Linked DNA regions of Mus musculus: region 1 is linked to region 2. Evidence: chromatin contacts called from public Micro-C data. All regions are on one chromosome and are shown on one strand. The core of a region is the stretch at or near the end of the contact, and the rest is flanking DNA. Distances in the headings are between cores, read along the strand shown. Region 1 has its middle 200 kb from the start of Cwc27. Region 2 overlaps Adamts6 (a disintegrin-like and metallopeptidase (reprolysin type) with thrombospondin type 1 motif, 6).

Region 1 (6,698 bases), core at 3,790-6,289, 160 kb after region 2:
GTTGTCCAAACTTCTGGATTTGCTGTTTTGGGTGACCTTAAGATTTGACTCTAGGGTTGACGGGATCTTCGAAGATGCCCTTGGTTCCTGATCTTCTTAATGACCAGGAGGAAAACAGGTATTGAAGGCTCAGGAAAGGATTTGGGCTCAGGTCCACGAAAGAAGGAAGCAAGGGATTAGAACCAGGAGACAGCTGCCCAACTCTTGATTTGAGCTCAGCCAGTGGTGAGGGGCTGTAGAGTCCCCTCCCAAAGAATCCAGCTTTAGCTAAACGTTCTACAACTGACTAGAAAGTTCCCAACTGACTAGACAGGAAACCGAAAGGATAAGCATTTCTGAACACTAGTACCTGTGGTTGGCACCCTCTCACACTCAGGCAGAGTTAGCCTCTATACACCCTTGATCTTTTGGAGTAGGAAATATGCCCAGGTTACCAAGGAGGGAACTCAGGGTTGAGGTAGGTCATTGAGGGAATCCAAGCCAGTCGGGGGCACTGATAGAACTTGAGCTTTTAATTTTATTTTTTATTTCTTTTTGATTTTTATTCATTTACATTTTCGCTGGGCTGGTGTTTGAGCCAGGGGCCTCAAGCATACTAGATGATGAACGCGTTACCCCTTGTTTTTAGCTTTAGAATTTATCTAGTTTATGTGTATGCAGAATCTGAATTCTAGAACGTGGCCTTCTTTGATGTCAGAAGGCTTTTACAGATCTGCCAATCCAGAAATGAACAGAATTCAAGTTGAATAATTGGGGTGGTGGCAGTGACAGTAGCGGTCGGAGAATGAACAATAAGAACAATTTAAAACTGCAAAGAACAATTAGTTTTGAAACCACATCTTCCATATGTGGGGTTGTTCATGGACTGAGATCTTCACAGGCCTATGGCATTCTAAAGCCACCCTGAGGGTGACGTAGGGGCATAATAAAACAGTGCTGGGAGTGAGAACATGGCTATTAAAATCACATTTTAATAAATGACCATCCCTAGCTCTGTACAAAGCAAGCCAGTGTTAAGTGTCAGGACAACCTCTCACTTTAGCAGGGTCTGGGAAGTGTTTACCAGTTGGGTTTGACTAGACCGGTGACGACTCCTGGGCCTTGTTGTCCTTATAGCGCAGCCTGGAGAGGCCAGTGAAGGAAGAAGAGAGGAAATGACAGAGCACACTTTGGGGGATGACAGAAGTCTACAGATGAAAATAATCACACCTTGGGGATCTCGGAGGATCAGTAAACACTGCCCATTACTCACCAGTTGTAAGATCTCCCAGCACTAATCCACCTTGGCAGCCAGAAGGACATTACCAAATGACTACACTGCCTGCTGGCTTCTTCCAGACTCCTGGCTGGGAGAGCAAACAAGTGAATATCCACTCTGGAAGATGGAATTGTTTCCAGTAGAGTCCATCTCAAGGAGGTCCTGCAGGCAAAGCAACCAGGATTTGAAATGTGATTTTTCACTTTTGTTGTTGTTATTGATCCATTCCAACAAACACTGGAACATCTGAATTCTGTCTTGGAAGCAGTTTTCTTAAGGTTTAACTGTATACACATCGGATCTGTGGCCACCATTTTCTCTTTCTGTAGTAATTTTAAAGGACGATGGGAATGCCAAAACCTGTCTCTGTTGTGTTGGCCCAGAAGAGTGAGAACTTGGGTTTTAGCATTTGTAAATTTAGTACTTTATCCTCAGTGTGGAAGGTGACTGGAGAAAAGTTCACTTGTAAAAAGGAAAACAAAACAAAATATTTCTTCCTTTACTGATGGGATAAAGGTTTGAACTACCAATAGCAAGGAAAATACAAAGAGGGCTCATTCTAGAAGCCAGAAGACTGCTTTGGCAGTACAGAGTTCTTAAATGGCTGCCTCCTCTTCAGATGGCTCTTGGTGCAATTGTTGAGAAACAGAAAACTCTTGTTATTAATGAACAAGCTGGGGAAACGTTCACTAGGATATTCAAGGAGGTTTGTGGTAGTGTGCTTAACTCCTAAGTAGCCCTTGTCCTTGTTAGCGCAGAGGGCATTTGCTCTGGAGAGGAGACACTAAATGGACAGCTCACACTGAGCATAAAGAGAAGGGCTTCCCCAGCGGCTACAGGCAGCGGATGGACTGTAGCAGAATGTTTACAGGCAGACAGTGATCCACCAGTCAGTAGCCTGTGGAGACCTAAGACTACAACCAGCCTGTAGAAAAAGAATATTCACTACTCGTATTCCTCAGGGCTGGGAAGAATGTCTTTGTCCCTCATTTTGTTCGGCAGCCATTGGTTGGTGAGCTTGGTAAGGAGTTATCTTCTGCAGAGCTCTTTAGAAAGTCAAGCGGCAGAGGTGGTGGTGGGGATTGTGTCTATTGAGGGCTCTGGATTTCCTGTCTATTCTGAATTCCCAGGGTATTTTATCTATCTATCTATCTATCTATCTATCTATCTATCTATCTATAACATTAAGCCTCTTCAGGAGACATAGAGACAGACCAGGCCTAGTAGGGTAAATCTGCTTAACATTGGCTCCACGGCCATGTTGGAGGGACAAAGATCTGGTTCCTCAGAGAACTGGAGTGTGACAGATGGACAAGAAAACACTAGAGCAGGCATTGTTACATTGCAGATGCAGGGAAGGATTTCCCCAAAGCTCATTTTTAGAATTTGTGATGTGTGGGAAGTGTCTTGGGAATGGTGCCTTTCCCCCAGCTTATACAAAGTCATTGCATGAGCTGGCAGTTTCTCTCAAGAAGAAAAAGCATTCAGTACTCAAAAGCCTTTCTATGTGATCAGTTATACTAAGGTAGTAGAATCAATTATGTATCTAAAGAGTCATCGATTAAGGGCTTACCCTTATCAATACACCGTGGTTCAGATCAAGGTGGTGAACATCGATGTATTTACATAAGAGGTTTAGAAATGAATCTGTTTCGATTTGTTTCAGGACAAAAGACCTTTATGCTGTGAACATTCTCAAGGGTTTTCCTTCACAGCCCTCTCTTGCCCTCTCGTCCTCCCACAGGGGCATGACACTATTTGCTGTGGTTGCTATAAGAGACTTGAAAGAGTCTGGAGAAGTGGGAAATAACCACTACTCAGACCAGAAGTAATTCTTGTGTATGGGATGTCTGGTGTATTTAAAGAGCAGCAAAGTGAGTCAAATGTACATTTGACTTTCCACTATGCCACACTACTGGCTTTTAAATAAAATTCTCCCGGTGTCTACTTCTATATCCTTGGGGAAAAGAAGTCCAGGAAAATAAGTTGATCCCAGGGCAAATAAAACCATATTGTCAAGGAAAAAACAAAACAAAACAAAACAAAAAACAACCCAGAATGTCTTCTTGTGGGTATAGCTTGTTCTGCCAAGAGAAGGGTATCTAAGAGAACAAACACTCTAATCTTGGTGTTGATTAGCTTTTTGAAAAAGTAACTTGCTATCTGCTAAATCTCCTTTCTATAAGAGAAGGGCCACAGGAAGCAGATATGAAACACCTGAATCACACTCATTGTTTTAGAGAAACCAACTGGTGTTCTACTTGACAAATAAGTGACTTGTTCAGCCTTGGAGTACTGGGCGAGACTTATCAAGATCATTAATTACATTTCCTGTCTTGCATTAGCAGTGTTTGGGGGTGGGGTGTATAGTAGTCCTGGGAACATAGACCAGACAAAGGTCCTACTATCATCTTAGGTTCTCAGGCTGATTGAATCAGACTTCGTGCAGCTTCTGTGAAAAATTTTACCATCAAAGGATAGACTGAGTTTGCCTAGGAACTCATTTCATAAAGGAGTCTTTAGGGCGATGTGACTCCTAGGAGAGCAAAGACATTAAATCAATGTTTACAGTTTGAGAGTCTCAGATCTGATAGGTGTTTCTCATTCTTTAGTTTCTGCCTTTGGACAGCAGCACCTGTCCAGGGCTGATCTTCAGGGAAGTGAAAAACAAAACCAAAGCATCACAATTAGTTGGGGGAGCTTAATAAGCAACAACAGCAACAACAAAATCAACAACAACACAACGACAGGCCCTGGACCCCTACCCAAACTTGTCCCGAGTGTGGGAAATTAATGACAATAGGATCCCTGACCCCTTCATCTCCCCAGGGTGACTGCAATACACGAACACATTTCTACTCTTACATTCTGTGTTCTTCTAGGGTGTTTGTAGGGGCTGGTATAACTTTAATTTTTTTCAAATCCTATTTTTAATGATGGTTCTTAATCAATTTAACCTCCCCTGTAGCCCACCACCCACCAGAGGTAGTATGAAAGAAAGGACAAGGGATGGGGGTAGGGCTGAGTGGATCTGTTTGGAAAGGTTCTTTGGAGCAACTCCCATCTGAGTTGTCTGAAAATTGGCAGTTCAATTCACAGGTTGGTAGCGGCAGCTTGATCCACTTGCAAACATCTCATGGATACACCAGCAATCCAGTTCAGTAGAGTCAGGTTAGCAACAGCAGTAACATGACCTAGCAGACAGCCAGGCCGAGGGACCAACAGGAACACCAGGAGACGTTCTCAGGTGTGCCTCTCCCAGGGAAGTGAAGATCAGTGAAGACTCGGGACCCACGAGCATTGCTCAGCTAGCTGTACCAGCAAGCCACGCTCTGTCTCCATCACTCCGTCCAATCCTATTTATGCCCTCCAAACATCATGTGTCCTCTGTGTGTCGTGCCTCAGCACATGCATCCAATCAGCCCAAGTCCTTGGAGTCCCGACAAGGAGAGCTCAACTATGCAATATAAGGTGGACCAATCAATACATGCAAGCCGTTAGCAAAGAATCCTTCATCACGAGTCTCTTCATGTGTTTGTTTTAGCAGAACATTCTCTTGATGTCTGCTTCAGTGAAACGTTCCTTCATGAGTCTACCTTAGTCTTTGATCTGTGTCCACTTTAGGAAAACCCTCCTTCACCTGTTTGCCCCAGCAAAACACCATCTAACACAACAGACTCTCCCAAAAACCCTTAAGTTTCCACTTCAGGGTTGGGTGGTGTGGGGGTGTGGAGAGAGAGTACAAAAATTTTGAACAGAGCTTAGTCTCTCTGAAAGGCTTTTCCTTTCACTATTTTTTGTTGTTTTGGGTTTTTTTTTGGTTCTGGGGCTTGAACCTGGGCCATTGCACACGGGAGGCAACTCTCTAGCATCGAGTGGTATTTCAAACTATGAAAAAAATTGTTTTGCTTTTCTTTTTTTTTTTTTTTTCCCTTCATTTAACAAGCAGCACGTGTTGGGAGAAAACTCTCAGTGTGTGTCTAAAGGGCACCCAACTGGTTGTGTGGGCTGATAGGCTTGGAGCTGAAAATGCTGGAGATGGCACATATGCAAAACCACAAATTCCATAAATACTCAGGATGCTCTTTAGTAAGCCAGGGCACCCATCCTGTGTGTTAGTTTTCCCGCACTATGACAAATACCTGAGGTGAATCAATTGGAGAGAGGGAAGGTTTATTTTGGCACAGGATTTCAGAAGTGTTGGTTCATGGTTACTTGGTTACACTGTTGTGGAACATGGTAGCAAGTCAGGCCATTGTGGGAGCACGGAGGCTGCTAACCTCAAAGACTGTGGAAAGGAAAAAGGAGATAATATCTCCTTCAAGAGCATACTTTCCATGACATTACTTCCTTCCACAAGGCTGATGCCCTAACCATCTACCACCTTCCTTTAGTGCTGTAGGCTAGGAACCCAGCTATGAAGAGACGGGCCTTTGGGGGACATTTAAGATCTCAACTGTGGCACCATCATGGTGCTAACTCTAATAAACTGAAATCCTTGTTTGTGTCTAAAGGTAAGCCTGATTCTTATCAAATAAGAACATTTAAAAAAATTCTGTAAATAAGTATCTAAGTCAAGGCCTGTGATCTTCAAACTTTTAGAAATCAGACCTTTAAATCACACAAGTAAACGCTTGTCCTCACTCAGCCTTTAAGGTCTGCCTATAAACAGGCTTTTCAAATTCTAATTTGTTAAGCCAAATAGGCACTGTGCAGTTTCTCATAATCTTACTGCATCTAATTATGCTTTATATTTCTTAGCTCGCACTGCATACTACATGAAAGCAGATGCCATTATAATTTACCCTTTTCACCGGCTATTCCTCCCCGATAGTGTGAATCTAGTACCGAATTGCTCTGGGAGCCAGAGCTCATGGATTTGCTTTCTCTGTACCTGCTAACTGTAGGTCTGGCAGCAGGCTCGGAATGGAGGCTTTGGGGGATCCCTCTTGGTTTCCTCCTGTGGTGGGACTGCCAGCAGCTGCTTTCCCAGGCCTTGCTGTCTGTCTCCAGCCTTGGGGTGATATGCATCTGACTCCCCTGTCTAGCCCATCACGACTTCCTGTTCTTGTTCTGTAATGTTTTTCAGATCCGCTTCTTCCTGTTGCCTTCCCAGCCTTCTGTTTCAGGCTTTAATTACCTCACATGCACCTGCACTCTCCTAAGATCAAGATCCTCTTTCCTGTCTGCAGCTTTTCCTCTCACTGTTACTCTTCCTTCTCTTCACACAGCATCTCTTCCCGAAGCATCGTCGTTTCCATCCCACACCTCGTGCAGCAGCTCCCAGTTGCATCCAGTCCAGGTCCAGGTCTTCTGCTCCAAAGCTCCCGCACTGCCCAGACCATCCATCTCCTTTTACAGCTGGACCCCACTCCAGCCAAGTAAACGTCCTGACAGTGTCTATACAATGCTGCAACATCTGGCTAATCCAGTCAACTCT
Region 2 (7,277 bases), core at 825-3,324:
TCCATTTTTAGATCCTGGATGGTTTTGTTCAGTTCCTTCACCTGTTTGGCTTTGTTTTCCTCTTATTCTTTAAGGGATTTTTGTGTTTCCTCTTTAAGGGCTTCTACCTGTTTACCTGTGTTCTCCTGTATTTCTTTAAGGAAGTTATTTATGTCCTTCTTAAAGGATGGACATCTTAAAGATGTCCTCTATCATCGTCATGAGATGTGATTTTAAATCAAAATCTTGCTTTTCTGGTGTGTTAGGGTATCCAGAGCTCACTGTGGTGGGAGAACTGGGTTCAGATGATGCCAAGTAACCTTGGTTTCTGTTGCTTATGTTCTTATGCTTGCCTCCCACCATCTGGTTCTTGCTAGTGCTCCCTGTCCTCGCTATATCTGACTGGAGCCTGTCCTTCCTATGATCCTGGTTGTGTCAGAACTCCTCAGAGTCCAGCTGTCTCTGGGATGCTGTGATTCTGGGATCCTGGGATCCTGGGATCCTGGATGTGTCAGAGCTCCTGGGAGTCAAGCTTCCTCTGGGACCCTGAGATTCTGGTGTGACCAAGCCCCTGGGTGTATTAGAGCGCCTGGGAGTGGAATTTCCTCTTGGTGTTGTGGGACTGGCTGCAGAGTTCAGGCCCAAGATCTGATCAGGGCACCAACTCAGACTGGAAGGAACCAATGGCACTGGTCGGGCAGGGTTCCTGCATCCCTAGATCCCGCTGGTCCCAATTACTCCCGGTGGTGCTGGAACAGATGTTGTGTCATCCTCACCTCTGATCCTCTGATCCTGGGTGTGTTAGAGCGCCTGGGACTGGAGCTTCCTCTGGGTGTTGTGGGACTGGCTGCCATATGGAAACATTCTAAACTCCATTTTTCTTGTTCACTTAGATTATTTCCATTGTATTTTCTACTTTCTGAAGTTAAAAGTTATATTCACCTTTAATTAAACACTGTGTTTAAAAATCAATCCATTTAGGTTCATTTGTTTATGGTTATCCTGTTAATACTGACTTAAGATCAAAACAGAAAAGCAATCAACCTGCCAAGTGTACGGATACAAGCTGAAAATATGAACGCTATTAAATGAACACAATGTAATGCTGTGGGGTGATTTGAAATATGTTAATGCCACATTGGTACAGCATTTTAGAAGAAAATTAATGAGTGTAAGGAAAAATATCTTTGTAAAATATAAAATAATTTTAGTTATCTTTTCGAGGACATTAATTTTCATTTATCAAAAAATAGCATATTGAAATTATAAAAACCTAGAAGCCCCTTAGTTCCTAGTTCTTAAGGATATATGGAATGTACAGCCAAAGATGAGTCAACTTTTAATGCTTAATATGAAGTTCAAAATTGTTTAAGAAGCACAAGTGTCTTATATTTTGTTCGGAGTGAATGATACAGCAACCACATTGAGGTGGCAGATTTTCTTGTGAGCCTATGTATTGTTAAGGTACAGTCGCTGGGTCTTAATAACCAAAGAGATCTAGTCTCCAGAACAATGACATGAGACTATTCTCAATATTTATTTGATTCACTGTGGTTTTGCCTGTTTTCTTAAGTTTTAACAGTAAATATTACCTAGAAAACATTTTTGAAAATACATACATAGCTATAATTTATATAAAAGTGAAATGTAAATATCTACTAATTACTTATACTAGTCTGACCTGAGATTCAAGCTGCATAGGGCCTGCTTTAAAAATAAAGGCTGCTTTAAGCAAATGCATTTGTAATGCTCTCTTAAAGACACTGAACTTTTATCTTAACTTTTAGAAACTAACTTACAGTTTCTGTCACTGAAATTAAGCAGCATAGACTCCATTTCATAGTTTCAATGTTTATTCTGAGAATCAACCGACATATTGTATTAAAGGCCAGCATTTTTGTTCCAAGAGTAGCCACATTTAATGCCTTTTAGAAATACATGCTAAACCTAAAAAAGTGATGCCTGCTCTTGATATAAACAAACATTTCCTTCAACTGGATATATTGCTTTTTGTAGCAATGTCAGTAGCTGAGCCCTGTGACTAACAGTGGAGGTATGTGACTAGGTAGCCACATGGCTATAGTTATCTGCCCACAGGAATGACACAATGCAGAGGTAATGTGATGAAACATGGAGCATCTGAGAGCGGATCACAGCTATGCTTCTTGTGAATCATTCTTCCCTCAAACATTTAATTTCAATAGTTAAAAAATTCCACTGCTGTCATTTGCTATTCTAGGGATTGGGAGGGAATGAATACAACCTTAAGACATTTGCCAGTAAACTGTTGGACTATATTTTAGACCCCTAAAAACATGTTACTGAAGGTGATCCTAGGAGTCTTGAGTCACTGAAAGCAATAAGATATACCTTCTTCAACAACTCACCATTGAGATGGTAGCTACAGAAGTTAGTCTGCTGAGATCAATAGACTTAATAGATTTTCCTATCAATCTCTTATATTCAAAGGGATTAGTTGAATGTGACCAACACAAGACAACTGATTCATGCCCGAGACATAAGCAGCCTTGGGAGAAGCCTAGTTCTTCCCGGGAAATTTTCCTTCATCAAAAGATCCTTTTTCATAAGAACTCCCACGTTTGTGAACAAATTTCTTTTTAAAAATAGGTTATTACATTTTAAAAATAACCAGAAGAAAAGAAGAGATGGATGGAAAGAGGGAGACAGGTAGGCAGGTAGACTGATGGAAGAACATATAGAATTAGCTGGTATGTAAATCTGTGCTTCCCTGAATGCTGTGAGTGCTGCTTTTACATTCACCTTTTGTGTCCATAGGGAAGGGGAGGGGAAGTTCAGGAAAGAGCTTCCCTTCTGCTTTGATGCCCATTTCCAAGATGAAATTGTTAATAATGAATGAATGACGCCTTTCGTATGATCTGAAACTTGCTTTTCTCTGATATTGTGAAATATGTCTCCTTGCTTGATTCCTGATACTAAAGCAAAATGGTTATATATTAAATCTCTTCACAAAGGATGTTTATAAATAAAAGTCTGTGTGTGTGTGTGTGTGTGTGTGTGTGTGTGTGTGATTGCATTTTGTGAAGTATGACCAAGTTGTAGTGGATATGTCTGCTAATAATCATAAGCATATGCATAAGAATTTTGTAAATTGTAAAATGAGAATGTTTTTAGTTATGCTAATAAGTCACATGGACTAATATTTAAGAACAAAATAAGCATTTTGTAAATTAATATTACAACAAACTATGTATTTTACCTTTGACAGTGGTATAATCAAAAGGTATCCAAGTCTGTTACAATAAAACAGACCAGTTTCTTGCAGTCCAAAAGTGGTCCATTACCTCTAACTTGATGAGCTCTTAGAAAGATGCAATCATAAATGGAAGGAAATAAGTGAAATGTGTGGATGTGATATATTCATAATTTAAAATGACCTTGTTTTATCCTGTCCTATAAAATGTCAGAAAGTAAATTAGTCCCTGTTGCTTTGTTTTTAAATACATATGCATATGCATGCATTGTCTTATACTAAAATGTATATTAATACATTTTATATCCTATTTTGGAAAATTCAAGGATTTTTTTAAGGAAACCATGAAGATGTACATAAAATGGAAACATTAATTGCAGCTTCAAAACATCTGTGGTTCTGAATACGAAAACAATTATTTTTGTCTAAAGTTTGACTATAATCGGCAACACTTCTGTCCTGTTTAGAGAACTAGACAAGTGTTTCAGAGCAGATAGGACAGCAGTGATCCAGTGAGCTTGGCTTCCCAGATGAAAGCAATACTTGCCTCACCTTTTGGAAGGGAAACTACTCTCCAATTAAGGATGCCATTCCTTTTTTTAAAGGTGTCCAAAGACAAGAAGTGGTCTGTAAAAGATTGGATGACAACTCCATTGTCCAGAACAATTTCTGTGATCCTGACAGTAAGCCACCTGAAAATCAAAGAGCCTGCAACACTGAGCCTTGCCCACCTGAGTAAGTATGACAAAAAGTGAAAATTCGTTTCTTTAGATGAAAGAAAACATTGTGTATTCATATTTGCAAGTACGCACCTTGCTTCTTGTAAAATTGTATGGTAGTTCCTGTGGAGTGAGACACAAAGCAGCCAGAGTGGTAGACAGACATTTTTGGAAAGAACATGTACTTTTCTTTTTCCTCTTCTCTGCTAAGTAGCTTTATAAACGCAACTCAAAATAAATCTTTAAAACTATGTAAAACAAAATGATGGTCAAAATCCATGGTCTAGGTTTGTCCCGATAGATTAGCATACCTTTGTGTAATTGTGAATTTAGCTCATCAGATTGATACCCTGCTATTTGAGATTTTAAATATCATGCTGGGCATCTACTTGGTATTTTAAGGCTTCTGGGTGATACTGGTTATACATATTTTGGGGATTTTGTTTTGTTGTTGTTTTGTTTGTTTTGTTTTTTTGTTTCATTTGTTTGTTTGTTTTTGTTTTCCAAGAGAGGGTTTTTTTGGGTAGTGCTGGCTGTCCTAGATTTATCTTATTTTGCAGACCATACTTGCATTGAACTCATAGAAATCCGCCTGCCTATGCCTCCTATGTGCTGGGATTAAAGGCAGGCACCACCACTACCTTTAAGCCTATATTCTCAAATCCAATGCCTTGAAGATTACAAGCTCTTTATCATTGCATCTATATCAGTGGTTCTCAGCCTTCCTAATGCTGCCAACCCTTTAATCCATATGCTGTGGTGCCCCCAACCATAAAATTATTTTTATTGCTCTTTCATGCCTAAATGAATAATAATGTAAACATCTGATATGCAGGATATCTGATATGTGACCCCTCCCCCACCAAGGAGTCATTTTCCACAGGTTGAGAACCATTGATCAATACATTGTAGAGCTGAATTTCTCAATAAAGGCCTTTTTAATGGTTTAATATTAATTGTCATATTAAAATATCTGATTAAATTTAAGTTTCCTAGTTCCTCTCCTTTTGTAGTTCTGAAATGAAGTTTCTTGTTTAAGGTGGGAGGTGAAATTCAAAAGAAAAGAGTAAAGAGAATGTAAAATTAGAAAAGTTTAGTCTGATTAAGTCTTACATATCTTTATTGGCCAATTATTGCTAGCTTCTTTTTTTAGTTTTTTCTTTCCTTGTTTGAATTCAGACAATGAAAGAGAAATTTTAGTTTGGAATGGTTTATATAAGATTCCAGTAGATATTTGTATGCTAGGGATAATCATCATAGACTGCTATGATTCAGTAGGACTGGATGTGAGTGCAAAGGAAAGTTTTCCTTCTACACAGTGATGTGATGCACAGATAAAGGGAAGAAAAGAACTTCCTAATACCGTTGTTAGTATTTTGATGTATGTTATTTCCAGGTTTTTGTATGTACATATGGCCATGAATATGTAATGAAATGTTATAGTCCTTATATGTTATGGTCAGTTCTTAGTATATTTTGAACATTATCTTTGATGACATTTTGTAGTTATGTCATTGTTTATTTAAATTGAATTACAGTATTGTACAACCCTTGTTTTGTTTACGCTCTTGCTCTCCTGTGATACCACCATACTAAACAGTTTTGCCACTAAAACTATGTTGTTCATAGTTATACCCTCTGCAACATAAGGATGAATACAATTTCCAGCCAAGTAAGAAAATATTTTAGAATTGTGGCACATTGTCAAATTGTTCCCCAGTGCTTGCAATCCTAGCATGTGCTATGTACAGACAGGAGAAGCAGAGCTAAGGAGCTCAGTACCAGTATTGGCTACGTAGAGAACGTGTGCCATCCTGCGCTTCAGAGGGTTCTTTCTCAAACAGCAAAATAGAATAAAGGGAAGCAAAACGAACTGAAAATAAGTTAGGAAAATATAAAATTTCTACTAATTTCATTAATATAATATTTAGTAGGTCTCACCTACTCTATTATACTTACAAAGCTTTTCTCTTGCTTTAGTACACTCATTTTTATACTTAGAATATTTTATATTTTGAATAAATCAAACTATGAAATTCATAATTTGAAAAAGGAATCTGTATTTTCTAAAATTATTAAGTTAAAACCCTTAGTAGCATTTTTTTAAATCAGAAAGTATCTGTTCAAATAATAAAATGCTTTTATTTTTTTGTTACATTGAGAGCTATATAGGTATGTATGAAAAAAGAGAGGACAATAAGGTTCTCATTGAAGAGGAAATACTTTGAAGAATAGAAAAATAGATGCATTATTAGGAAAAGGATAATGATAGTGTTTATTTTAAATATGTTAAAGAGTCAGCAGAAGCCTTCCTAGGGAGAATCAGCATGTGCCTGGAAGCAGCTTTTTTTTTTTTTTACACTCCATATTACATTCCCCCCCGCCCCCCATCAACCCTCCCTCTGCTCTACATCCCACATCTCCTCCCCACCCCACCCTATCTCCAGTGGATGCCCCCACCCCACACCCCACCTGACCTCTAAACTCCCTGAGGCCTCCAGTCTCTTGAGGGTTAGGTGCATCATCTCTGAATGAACAGAGACCTGGAAGTCCTCTACTGTATGTGTGTTGGGGGCCTCATATCAGCTGGTGTATGCTGTCTGTTTGGTAGTCCAGTTTTGAGAGATCTCGGGGGTCCAGATTAATTGAGACTGCTGGTACTCCTACAAGGTTGCCCTTTTCCTCAGCTTCTTTCAGCTTTTCCCTAATTCAACAACAGGGGTCAGCTGCTTCTGTCCATTGGTTGGGTGCAAATATCTGCATCTGACTCTTTCAGCTGCTTGTTGGATCTTCCTGGGTGTGGTCATGCTATGTCCCTTTTTGTGAGCTCTCCATAGCCTCAGTAATAGTGTCAGGCCTTGGGACCTCCCCTTGAGCTGGATCCCACTGTGGGCCTGTCACTGGATCTCCTTTTCCTAAGGCTCCTCTCCATTTCCATCTTTGTAATTCTTTCAGACAGGAACAATTATGGGCCAGAGACATGACTGTGGGATGGCAACCCCATCCCTAACTTGATGTCCTGTCTTCCTGCTGGAGGTGGGCTCTATAAGTTCTCTCTCCCTACTTTTGAGCATTTCATCAAAGGTCCCTCCCTGTGAGTCCTGGGAGGTCTCTGGTGTGTAGTCTGGGAGGTCCCTCCAACCTCCTATTTCCTGAGGTTGCCTGTTTACATTCTTTCTGCTGGCCCTCAGTCAGGTCCTTTCCCTCACCTAATACCAGATCAGGTTCCCCCCTCCCCATCCACTTTCCCTCCCAGCTCCCTCCCTCCCTCCCCACTTATGGTTGTTTTCTTCTCTCTCCTAAGTGGGACTGCCAAGAATCCAGTCTTTATAGTGCTGGGTTTTTAT

Evidence for each region. Hi-C and Micro-C count contacts between places; a contact is called where the count stands out from the background.
Region 1: a contact with region 2 is called in a Micro-C map of muscle stem cells, with 3 times the contacts expected there. The contact joins two enhancer-like sites. A contact is called at or near these places in 4 of 484 Hi-C or Micro-C datasets (CD4 T cells, cumulus cells, muscle stem cells and 1 more) and 3 of 115 datasets of contacts at active chromatin or transcription factors (the NIH/3T3 cell line, embryonic fibroblasts and thymic regulatory T cells).

What each region holds. Positions count from the first base shown.
Region 1 is chr13:104,617,057-104,623,754 of GRCm38.p6, forward strand. No RefSeq gene overlaps it. Among named protein-coding and RNA genes, the nearest start is that of Cwc27, 200 kb to the right of the region's middle. Within about 2 kb of position 5,040, at least 59 of the 459 cell types and tissues checked have an H3K27ac peak or open chromatin away from gene starts, as enhancers often do. A contact at or near this core is called in muscle stem cells, where this site is marked.
Region 2 is chr13:104,458,412-104,465,688 of GRCm38.p6, forward strand. Adamts6 (a disintegrin-like and metallopeptidase (reprolysin type) with thrombospondin type 1 motif, 6) reads left to right here. Exons shown (of 25, transcript NM_001081020.2): 21 at 3,817-3,946. Among named protein-coding and RNA genes, the nearest start is that of Adamts6, 170 kb to the left of the region's middle. Within about 2 kb of position 2,075, at least 33 of the 459 cell types and tissues checked have an H3K27ac peak or open chromatin away from gene starts, as enhancers often do. A contact at or near this core is called in muscle stem cells, where this site is marked.